Linked DNA regions of Mus musculus: region 1 is linked to region 2. Evidence: chromatin contacts called from public Hi-C data. All regions are on one chromosome and are shown on one strand. Each heading gives the region's core, a stretch centred on a gene start, on an enhancer-like site or on the middle of the called end of the contact. The rest is flanking DNA. Distances are from core to core; before and after follow the strand shown. Region 1 has its middle 100 kb from the start of Gm23331. Region 2 holds the start of 4932441J04Rik (RIKEN cDNA 4932441J04 gene).

Region 1 (5,315 bases), core at 452-2,951, 2.9 Mb after region 2:
ACTGATTCTAACAAACTTGGCGAAGTCAGTGTCAGCAGGACGGTAAGCACATGCTTAGTTGGCAAAAATTTTGTTCTGTTCAATTCCTAGCTTTTATTGCAAAGGACAGTTTAATTCTCAATTTTACTTCATACGTTATAAATATTAGAAATCCATGAGGAATTCATTTAAAGTTTAGCTTTTTCAACTTGGCTAAAGACTACCTTTAAATTTCAAATCCATTCAATTTTCCATTTGAAAACTTTAGTTGAAAGCAATTTTATTAGCTCCCTGCTTATTCACGACAGTACTTGACTTGGTAAAATAAATTTCAGGCTTTTGAAATTGAAGAAGCTCACAAACATTCAGAATATACCCTAGAGGTAACGTATAGAAATAATGGGACACAGATCTTAAATGATCTTATAAGCTTTGTCGAGGAGACTTTCCTTGTAACCTCATTTCCCATTCTCTACCTACCTATATATGTATATGTGTATATGTATACACACACACACACACATTTTATATATATACAATTCCTGAAAAAATATAATTCCAGAAAACCATAAATTATGGGGATATTTATAAATTATATATAGAAATCTTTATAATTAATATCTTATATAAAGTCATATATATAAATTCAACAAAATAAAAAATTTCTTTCATTTTATTCTGCTACTGTACAAGCAAAACTGGGAAGAGCATATTAAATTCATGATTTCTGGTTTGTTCTGTTTGCTTAAGAAGATAGTGACTGAACAATACTGTATGTCAGCAGTTTTTGTAGGAGAGCTGACTTTTATTGTTGTGTTATTTAAAGCAGAATATGTAACAAAGTACCAAGATGTTCTCTCAGTCATTCTCAATGATTTTTTTACTTGTGAGAAGATTCTCATTTTTCTTTCTTCCTCTGTATTTCATTTCCTATTCAGTGCAGGTATCATATGCATGGGTTTTCCACAAAACAATTGTTGAATTAATAAATACTTAAACAGCAATAATTATGTAACTGTGATGCACAATATTTCATTCAGAGAGTATGAGAAAAAAGAAAACATCCACAGTACACTAATGAGAGGATCCACGTGGTGTAGCTGTTTAGTGCAGACACTGGGAAGAGGAGAGCCTTTGGACAAGGACTGTGATTAATAACTATTATCATTGTCTGCCTGTAGTTCTTGAGCAGGCCTTCAAACATGCATGTCTCTGCCTGGAGTTTGTAATCCCTAGGTTCTAATTGTGTCTTCTTGACCACATCTCTCAAATTATTTGGGAGCACGAAGCATCTGGACCAAAGAAGTGTTTTGTCCCTTCGAGCTGTTCCATTCCCTGTATTCTCTCATATGGTATCTTTCTAATTAAACTCCTTGATGCTAATTAAAGCTGAGAATAGAACAAATGCTACAAGATGAATCCACACTCCCTTCTGTTAAACTTAGTGAGCTATGCAGGCCTGGGCTTTTGAATATCCCCCCTAATTGGGATTTCATTGACACTCTCACCCTGTCATGTGTACATAATCATCAGCTCCATAAAAATGATTCCAGATCATAGATCATGAAATACCTGCCTATAATCACAAGACTTTTTTTTTTTCTTTCTGCAGTTCTGCAGTGTCCTGAAAAGCTGTAGCTTGGCAGATGGCGTGATGCAGAGTGTAATTTGGCGTGCTATGTCTATCAGCCTGTGGTAACCCTTAGGCATCTTATCACTACAGGAAACAATGATGATGGCCAAGACAACATGTGGTGACCCATGGGAACATAATCACGTTAACTCCTGACTCTGCCAAAACAACACGTGGTCTTGTTATTAGCATTTTCTTGGAAACCAGCATCCACTGAACAGAAATTTGTTGGACTGTTAGATTGCTTCTGGTTGCTTTGTTCATTCTTCCGTTACATTTAGCAGAGAATGTGCTGTGGTGGTGTGAAATTGGACGCCTGTCATCTGATTGGCCTCACCTCTGCAGCATGCATGAATGACTGAATGACTTAAATTCACGTTTGTTAGTTATTCTCTTTTCTCATGAAAATCAAAATCTGGTGTTTCTTAATATTTTCTATCTGTGTGCTATAGTGTTACATTACTAAAGAGTTACAAAGCATGAACAAGACAGACTTTCATGCTTATATTTCAAGTATAAAAGACATACGAAGTAAAGAGACATAGAGATATCTATATTTGAGTATTTTGGATATCAATGATTTAGTATTTTTTTCCTTTCCTATTTCTTTCTCCCTTCTATTTAAAGGTTTTAATAGATTATTTTATGCTGCAAATTATATCATTAAACATGTAGAATGAATTCCATTTTTTTCTAATGGAGAAAAAGGTAACATTAAATACAATTTTACGTTTAAGTATAGTTTATAATTTACTTTAAAAAGTCCATTTGGGTCACCTAAAATATGTCTTAGAGACAAAGAAAGTTCAGAAGCACTTATTTCTCTTATCACTTTTCTAAGAAAATTAGAGACTAAATAAGGCATGTGAGATTATTTATATTGTTTTAGTTGATATTTGTCTAACCTGCAGCATGATAACATTGAGTTTGCTTAACGGCATTGACTCTTAACCTCATAAATGAAGGAGAGGTTTTAATCTGGGGATCTGATAGTGAGGATAAAGCCTTACCCTACTTAACAGTGTACAGAATTTTAACTTCCAGTGCTCATTAACTTTGCAAAGGGAGGGATGATACCTCTCAGGGGATTTAATTTGCATTTCCATGACATAAGTGATATTGATCATTTTCACAACTAACTTGAGTTTTGTTTATGTTAACATTTGATGTTTATTTACTGATTTCCTTAGCTCACATTTCTTTTTTACTCTTGAAAAAAACAATATATTATACCCAATATTTCTCCTCTTACAACTTCTTCTCTACTTCCTCTCCACCTCAAACTACTAACAACTCTATGCCTTCTTGCTTTCTCTTTTTAGAAAATGGACAACAAACAAACCATAAAGAAGGGGAAATCTTTACAAGGAAGGAAGGAAGGAAGGAAGGAAGGAAGGAAGAAAGAGAGAGAGAGAGAGAGAGAGAGAGAGAGAGAGGAAGGGAGAGAGAAAGAGAGAGAGGAAGGGAGGGAGGGAGGAATGAAGGAAGGAAGGAAGCAAGGAAGGAAGAAAGGAAGGAAGGAAAAGCCCAAACAAAGCAATATGAAAAAAAAAAAAGTCTATGAAATACTATTGAGTTCATTGTGTTATTGGTTGTCTATAGCTAGGAATGGGGTCCCCACATAAATGTGGTTAATATGCTCGGTGAGACTACATTAAAGAGAACTATTTTTCTTTTGCAAACGGATGCTAGGTGGAGATGGCTTCTTGATTTAGGATGGGAGTGTCTATCCAATACTCATTCCTGAGATCCTGTGTCTTAATCCTGGAGAGGCCTTATGCATGCTTTGCACTCTATAAATTTATATGTACCTCAGTCTTATTGTGTCTGGAATATATGCTTTCTTTGGATTCATCCATTTCCTCTCAGTCCTACAATGTTTTCTCCTCTTCCAGAAAGTGCCTTGAGCCCTGATGGAACTGATGTGAGGAAAAATCACATTTCAAGCAGAGTGTTTCAAAAATTACTGTCACTGCATATGGCCCACTTTGGGTTCTTTATATTAGTTTACATAAAGTGTAAGAGGATTTCTCTAACAACTGATAGTGACAATTTATTCATGGCTACAAAAGAACATCATTGGGGTCATTTTATTGTTCTGTGTCTAACTGAAAAATTATTTCTTTTTCCCCTAGGTCTATGGCATAGTTAGTCTTGCAGGGGTATTGACATTGAGTAATGTCTTGCATGTGTTTTATCCCATGGAGTGGATCTTAAAGTCAATATGATAATGGGTGGTTATTGCCATAATCTTTCCATCGCAATTTCACCAGCATATCTGGCAGTAAGGTCACCATAGTAGTATGCAGGATTTGAAGCAGAGTTGGTGGTTACATTTCTCCTGTGATAGCAACCAGAATAACTGTCAGCTCAATGAATCTTGTCAGAAAAGCTGACAAGGAAATTTAGGTATAAGTTTAAATGACTCAACTAGATGTAATTTAGTCCTGCCAATGAATGCTTCACTTGGTGGTAAAAATTGTACAGTTTGAACCTTTTTCTCCACAAGTATTTAGTAGGTTCATTTAGATTTCCTTTATATGTGTATAGATTTAAAGAAACTTCTACAATAGTAGGTTTGCAACAACCACTCATAAAACAACAAATGTTCCATATTGTTAGCTATCATTCCCTGTATCCCATTCCTCATCTTCTCTTCCATTCTCCATCCATTAAATCATCCTGTACCAATCTATTCATGTCTCTATTAAATTTTTACTCTATTTCCCCTTCCCTAGAAGATTGCTCTTCTCCACTAGTCCCTTAGGCTGTAAATTGCTTCTGTGGTTATAGGGAATATTACATGTTTATCAAAGGTATAAAAGCTGATATATACATATCCACATATAGGGGAAAATAAGCAAAGATGAGTTTCGATTACTCTATCCACTTCTCTTAAATTTCATAATTTTCTTTAATATCTGAATAATATTCCATTGTGTAAATATGCCACATTTTAACATGCTATTTATTTACTGAGATAAACTAGACTGTTTCCAGTTTCTGACTATTACAAATACAGAATCAATATGGAGAGACAGATATCTCTGTAGTAGGATGTAGAATCCTTTGAATATATGCCCAAGTGTGGTATAGCTAGCAGTATCTTCTGGTATATTTATTTTCAGCTTCCTGGGAACTAACACACTCTTTATATAATCTTTTTTTCTCATTTTCAACTGAGTTATTATTTTGTAACCATTAAACTATTTAACCTCACTGGATTTTTTTTTGGTGCAAAATAATTTCTAAAAGTAGAGTTTGAAAGTTTCCTGTCATTCTATAGATTATTTCATTCTGTTGTCAGCTTCCTCTACTATATAGAAACTTGCAGGGCAAAGATAAGCAAAGTAATCTTAATTGAACTCTTTTGCTCCTCTTTCCTTTGCAGTGGTATTATCTGAAAGATCATTGCCCAGAGCAACTTCAATGAACTTTATGGTTTTTTTCTCAAGGGTATTTATTAACTTGGAATAGATGAAAGTCTTATTTCCCACTTTTTAATGTGGTTGTCAAAGTCTTCAACATCATTCACAGGAAACATAAGATTTGTTTGTCAGACATAAGTGTGTAGATTTATTTCTAGTCTTCATATTTTGTAGTATGTTATTATCTGTTTTCAATATAGGTATCACCTTGCTTTAATTTCAGGGGTAGTATGTTTATGGATCATATATTGGTATATTTTATAGTATGTTTGTAG
Region 2 (5,336 bases), core at 2,808-5,307:
TAGACATTTACAGATTGTTATGTCTGCTGTTTAAAAGTATATGCTTAATGGGTAAGTGTTTATAAATACTGAGAAAGAAGACTGACATATTAAATTTACCAAAAGTAGCTAGGACAATCGCTGATGACGTAGGAACAGCCCGCAGCACCTGGAAGAGGGCCTGGAAGAAAACCTTTCCTTAAAGATGAAAGGTCACTGCGTTTGGAGATGTCGGGTGTCATTTCCACTGTTTGTCCCTTGGTGGAGTTCTTGAGTCACTTTCTCTCTTTCCCGTGTACTTAGTGCTTTATATTTCTCTCCAGGACTGGCTAGCATGTTTACTGTATTTAACCTTTTTCTCGCATTCTTGTGAATAATAGAGCGTCTATTATAAATGAAAGACTCCCGACCCTGAAACCCTGCCGCTGGCACTTGCTTCTTAGCCTTACTGAAAACTTTGTTGTCCTTACTTTTTTTTGCCAGTCTTCATTTTTAAAAGGCTTAAGCCACTTAAGGGACCCCCAAATACTATCCCTGCCACCCTGCTCTGTCACCAACGTTCTTAACTGAAAAAGTACTTGAACTGTTAAGTTTGGAGGACGGTGTTTGGCAAAGAAAAGCACTCCGATTTTTCTTTGACATATATTAGCATGGGATATCTGGATTTTAATTAATTTCATTTTTATGTCTGCTTTATTTTACATGTATGCTTATCACGGGGCATTTCCTTTTAAATAACAAAGAAAAGATCGTAAACGTTTCAATCTTCCCTAAAACATTTTGCTCCCTCCAAATGATGACGTCCTGTTACTGATGAAGGCAGTCTTTAGAACACTACTCCTTTTCGGTTTTGTCTGCCAGAGAAGCCGCGGCGGCGGCAGAAGCAACTGCAACCTCTTTAATTTCTTGCAGCCGGTTACACTTTTTGATCCCATTTCCTCGTGAACCTTGCCTCTCAGGTTGAGACGATAAAAGCAGCCTCGGGTGTGAGAGACCGGGTGGGGTCTGTGGGTGGGAGCGAATCCGGATATCACATTCCCCTGGTGAGGTCTGCTACTGGGAGGATTAAGTCCCTGGGTTCCATTTAATGAAATTGCTGAGCACTTGTGACACTAGCTCTAAGACTGCGGAAATGGGGCGGGGGGGGGGGGGGGACGGGACTACTGCTCGCCTTCATTCACCCTGCACACGGGCTGGAGGCTACAGCAGTGGTGTGAGCGCCCAGACAGGGGGCGGAAGAGGATTGGGAGCAACGGCCGCCGCAAGGGCGCTAGGAGGGTGTCACCCCCTTTACCTCCCTTTACCCCACTTTACCCCCCTTTACCCTCTTCCCGCCCATTCCATTCTCGTCCACAGGAACCGCTGGGGGAGGGGGAGGCGGCAAAGGAGCTGCCACTTCTCTGGCGGAAAGGTCGGAGCTGGCGACTGGTGGGGGAGGGAGCAGAGCAAGGTTTCCCGGCCCAACAGCAGCCTGGCCGCGCTGCTATCCATGCAACACACGTCGGACCCATTTCCCACGCTGGCTTGGCTCCGCGGCAGAGTCGGTGGGGATAAGTGGGGAGGGCGAGAGGAGGTTACCTCCCTCTCTCAGAGGAAACCACTACAGTGTGAAGGACGCGCTGCACCCCTGTCCCCTAATCGTCGTGGGGAGGAAATATATGCAAACTCTAGGCAAGAGTAGACCACGCAGTCCCTCCCTCCACCCTTGTCAAGAGCGGCGGGAAAATGCTTGAAGAGGCAGAGGAGGGTTATTCAAGTTTATGGTCTGACAAGGGAAGAGGGAGTGCATAATGTCTTTCTGCCCACACGATTGCTTGAAGTTTGCAAAATTCTAGTAAGGCGATGAGGGGAGTGAGTGCCACACTACCACGCATCGGAATGCACAGCGCAAAGCCTCGCAGTGGAGGTGACGTCCCCCTTCCCATTCCAGTCTGGATCGGGAGAAAGCTGGCATTCAGATAAACCTCTATTCTTCCAAATGTGAGGGGGACATCGCGTTACTGCCACTTCGTCGGCCGCTGAGGCGCTGCGGCGCCAGCCCCCTCCTTCAGACTGCGGCGGTGCGCACTGAGCCTGCGCGCCAGGCTTTTCTCGCTGATGCTGCAGATACAGAGCTGAGAGCTCTGGTGGCGGCGGCCGGAGGGTTACGGGGAAGGCCGTTCTCGCCGAGGAGGAGGAGCCACCCCTCCCGGAAAGATGCTGCTTTATGGGACAGGGAAATATTCGTTAGCTCCTGGCACATACTACTCACGGTTCCGTCCTCCGCGCTTCCACCCCCGCCCCTCCTGGGAGAGCTTTTGGAAACCACTGTCGCTCCCCCGCCCCCAAACACACTCCTCGCCGCGCTCCTCCAAACAACCGCGCGCTTCCTTTGCTCCTAGACTTTATTGGTGTTTGACTTATTTAAGTCATTCTGCCTCCTCTGGTCTCAGAGTAAAATTGATTCCGTGAGCATTAGATCGGGCATGCAAATTCGTCTTTAAAGGAACCCTTAAATTCCTAGCAACATTCTCCGAGATAGTAAGGACCCGACACAAACTCCACCTACTACCTTCGTCTTTTCTTAATCTTTCGGTAGAGGGTCTTTATTTTGACAGTGTGAAATACATGAGAAGTGGGCTTCGGTTCGAAATACACCACCAGCCCTGAGATCTGACTTGGCAGACTGCGGTGGTCATGAGTGAGAACCGGGGAAGCCTCACGCCCGGGAATGGCAGGGAGGATCACGAGGCACAAAGTCAAAAGGAGAGAAAAGAGGTTAAGCATACTCGGTACACAAAGTTGCCATTAAAGTTTATTTCCCTTATATCCAGATAGGTGACGCTACACTTTGCCGGTTACTAAAAGCTGCAGGCTCTGCTTAGAAAATAATACCCAGGCTTCTAGCATGTGTTTTATTCCCCAGGCGCGTGCACACACGGTCTATCCCCAGTGAGAGCCGGATGACAGGAATTCCAAGCATTTAAACAAAGGCAGGCATTCTCCCCTCCCCAACCCAGACCTCCAAAGTCTGGGCTCCAAAAAAGGATCCTCTCTGGCTCTCGTTGGAGTTTGATGCTCTCTCTTCACTACTGCAGCCCGTCACGGTTTGGCAGAACACAAGCTTGGCTTTCGGAACTCAGACATCGACCTCAGCCTACCAGTAGCAATTCACTAACCCAGATGCTAAATTGCGAAACGAAGACACGTTGCGGGTGGGAGTTGGGGCGGGAGGGGGGCATCGTCTGAGGGTAGACGTGGGAGGAAGGTATACTAACACCCTCACTTCAGCTCTTACCCACGCAGCCGGGTTTAGTCTACCAGCCCTAGAGGGGGAAAAAGAATCACCCCACCCCCACCCAAACTGCCTAAGGAGACTAGACTTTGGCTTATCGGGGCTGAGATTGGGCAGTTCTCAGTCGGCCCCACGAAGCGAAGCCTGGCTTCGGTGAGCGCCGCGGCTGGCTAGTCCTTCCTCCCGCCTCCCTTCCCTGGGCCCTCCTCCCTGGTTCTCTGCAACTGTGTAGTTTCGGATACCGCCGCCGCCGCTGCAGCGTCGGAGTCAAGTCTGACTCCGGAGCCCGCGGGCTTTCCGCAACAACCACCAGTTTATGCAAACTTGCGGGTTTCCGGCTAGTGGGTAGCGAGAGTAGGAGCTTCCCCGGAGCGATTCGGTGTCTCGGAACAGCCACAGCCAGAGAGGCGGCGGGAGCGCGCGCACCAGACTCTGCTAGACGCGAAAGCGGACGAGACAACTGCGGAATTCACCCGCCGCGCCAGGGCACTTCCGAGACAACAGCCGACTGGCACTTTTTCTCCCTTTGGCAAACTAGATTTTTTTTTTTTAAGCTACTTGGCAGCTCTGTTTGACTCCACCTCCCCCTCCACCCCCGCCCCAGTGGCTTTGGCTTTTCTTTGGAAATCCGGACAGAATTGGGCATCTTTGTTAATTGCCGTTAGGAGTGCCCGGTCGTGAGCTTTCACCGGGCCAGTGTCGCGCGGATGCACGGAGCCAGGCTTGCTCACCTTTGAACTGCAAAGGGATCAAGTTCAGCTCGAGTTCCCCGCATTGAGACTGGAAGAAGCTGAGAGACTGTGCTGGAGAGAGTGAGAGAGGGGGGGAAAGGGGAAAGGAGAGGAGGGAGGAGAGAGAAGAGGAGGGAGGAGAGAAAGAGAAGGAGGGAGGGAGGGGAGGGATCGAGAGAGAGCGGGGAGAGAGAGAGAGGCTGCAATCTCCTCCCTGAATCGCGCACAGCGCTGCAGATCCCACTGCTCCAACACGCGGGCCGAATGCAGGTGAGGGAAGGCACGGACTCTGCGGCTGAGAATCCAAACTTGGGCACCGCGCGGTGCGCACGGTTCGGCTCTCGCCCCCGCGGGCGAATGGTTGCTGCGGTTTCAGGCGGCGGCTTCGTGACTAATGACCTTGCGCAGAGTTGTTAAGAAAAAAAGAGAAACCGGAGCTCTTCGGGGTGAGAAGCGACCGACTCTGGGCGTCTCTGAAGATGGCTCGGGCTGCTCTTTGGCGCGCCGGGAGCACCCGGTCGCGGACCGAGCTGTGACGCGAGGCGTCTTTTCGCTGCACCTTGCCCGAAGCGACCTGCCGTGGAATTTTTCATTCAAGATATGTTGAGTGGCTTCCCGGCTGCTTAAGAGGAGTCAGAGTTAAGACTGGCTTGTTGCTCGCCCCAGAGCCTGAAGCAGGAAGCGGTTCAGGTTTGTCTGGACCTCGGGAGCCTAAACAGAGCCTGGGTCTAGAGTGAGTAGCTGGAACGTGAATTGGACTTAACTCGAGTAGCAGTAAGGACTAACGCTGCTGTCAGGCGGGGAAGGCTGCAGGTTTGTTCTAGTCCGCTACCAGGCTCCGCCGCCCTCTTGCAGAAGCGGTTCCGGCCCCTTCCCAGGGCTTGGAGACTGGATCTCAGTATCTTCCCACTGCGGGGATGACTTTGTGGGGGCACCGAGCCCGTGGCGCGCAGTGTCCCGTGAACTGTGAGTACTGCGAGTAAACGGTGGCCGGCGAGCGGGCGATTAGCACCCATTGCATGAATTATGAAACAATAACTTTCGGAAGAAGCAGGAGGAGAAAAAAAGAAGCATCTCTAGCTGCCCCCCTCCCATCGGCCGACTCTACGCGCTACTCTGGCCCCCTCCCTCCCCTCCCTCTCGTTTCTTCCTTTCCCGGAGAGGAGGACCGAGGGGAGGGCAGGCGGCCAGCCCCGGAGGAGGGGGGTGCCGAGGGGGGTTGTGGTTAGAAGGAGCAGTAGCAGCAGCAGCAAGAGAAGATGCTGAGGATGCGGACCACGGGATGGGCGCGCGGCTGGTGCTTGGGCTGTTGTCTCCTTCTGCCGCTCTGCTTCAGCCTGGCCGCCGCCAAG

What was found. A called contact is a pair of places that touch in the nucleus more often than the background predicts.
Region 1: a contact with region 2 is called in a Hi-C map of cerebellum, with 4 times the contacts expected there. The contact joins the enhancer-like site here to the promoter of 4932441J04Rik in region 2. A contact is called at or near these places in 3 of 39 promoter capture datasets (cranial neural crest, hippocampal neurons and maxillary cranial neural crest), 10 of 484 Hi-C or Micro-C datasets (cerebellar granule neurons, cerebellum, cerebral cortex and 4 more) and 7 of 115 datasets of contacts at active chromatin or transcription factors (SST interneurons, astrocytes, embryonic forebrain and 4 more).

The regions. Positions count from the first base shown.
Region 1 is chr5:60,598,565-60,603,879 of GRCm38.p6, forward strand. No RefSeq gene overlaps it. Among named protein-coding and RNA genes, the nearest start is that of Gm23331, 100 kb to the left of the region's middle. Within about 2 kb of position 1,702, at least 13 of the 459 cell types and tissues checked have an H3K27ac peak or open chromatin away from gene starts, as enhancers often do. A contact at or near this core is called in cerebellum, where this site is marked.
Region 2 is chr5:57,713,862-57,719,197 of GRCm38.p6, forward strand. 4932441J04Rik (RIKEN cDNA 4932441J04 gene) reads right to left here and starts at 4,058. Exons shown (of 5, transcript NR_015588.2): 1 at 3,985-4,058. Pcdh7 (protocadherin 7) reads left to right here and starts at 4,220. Exons shown (of 3, transcript NM_001122758.2): 1 at 4,220-5,336. The coding sequence starts at 5,244.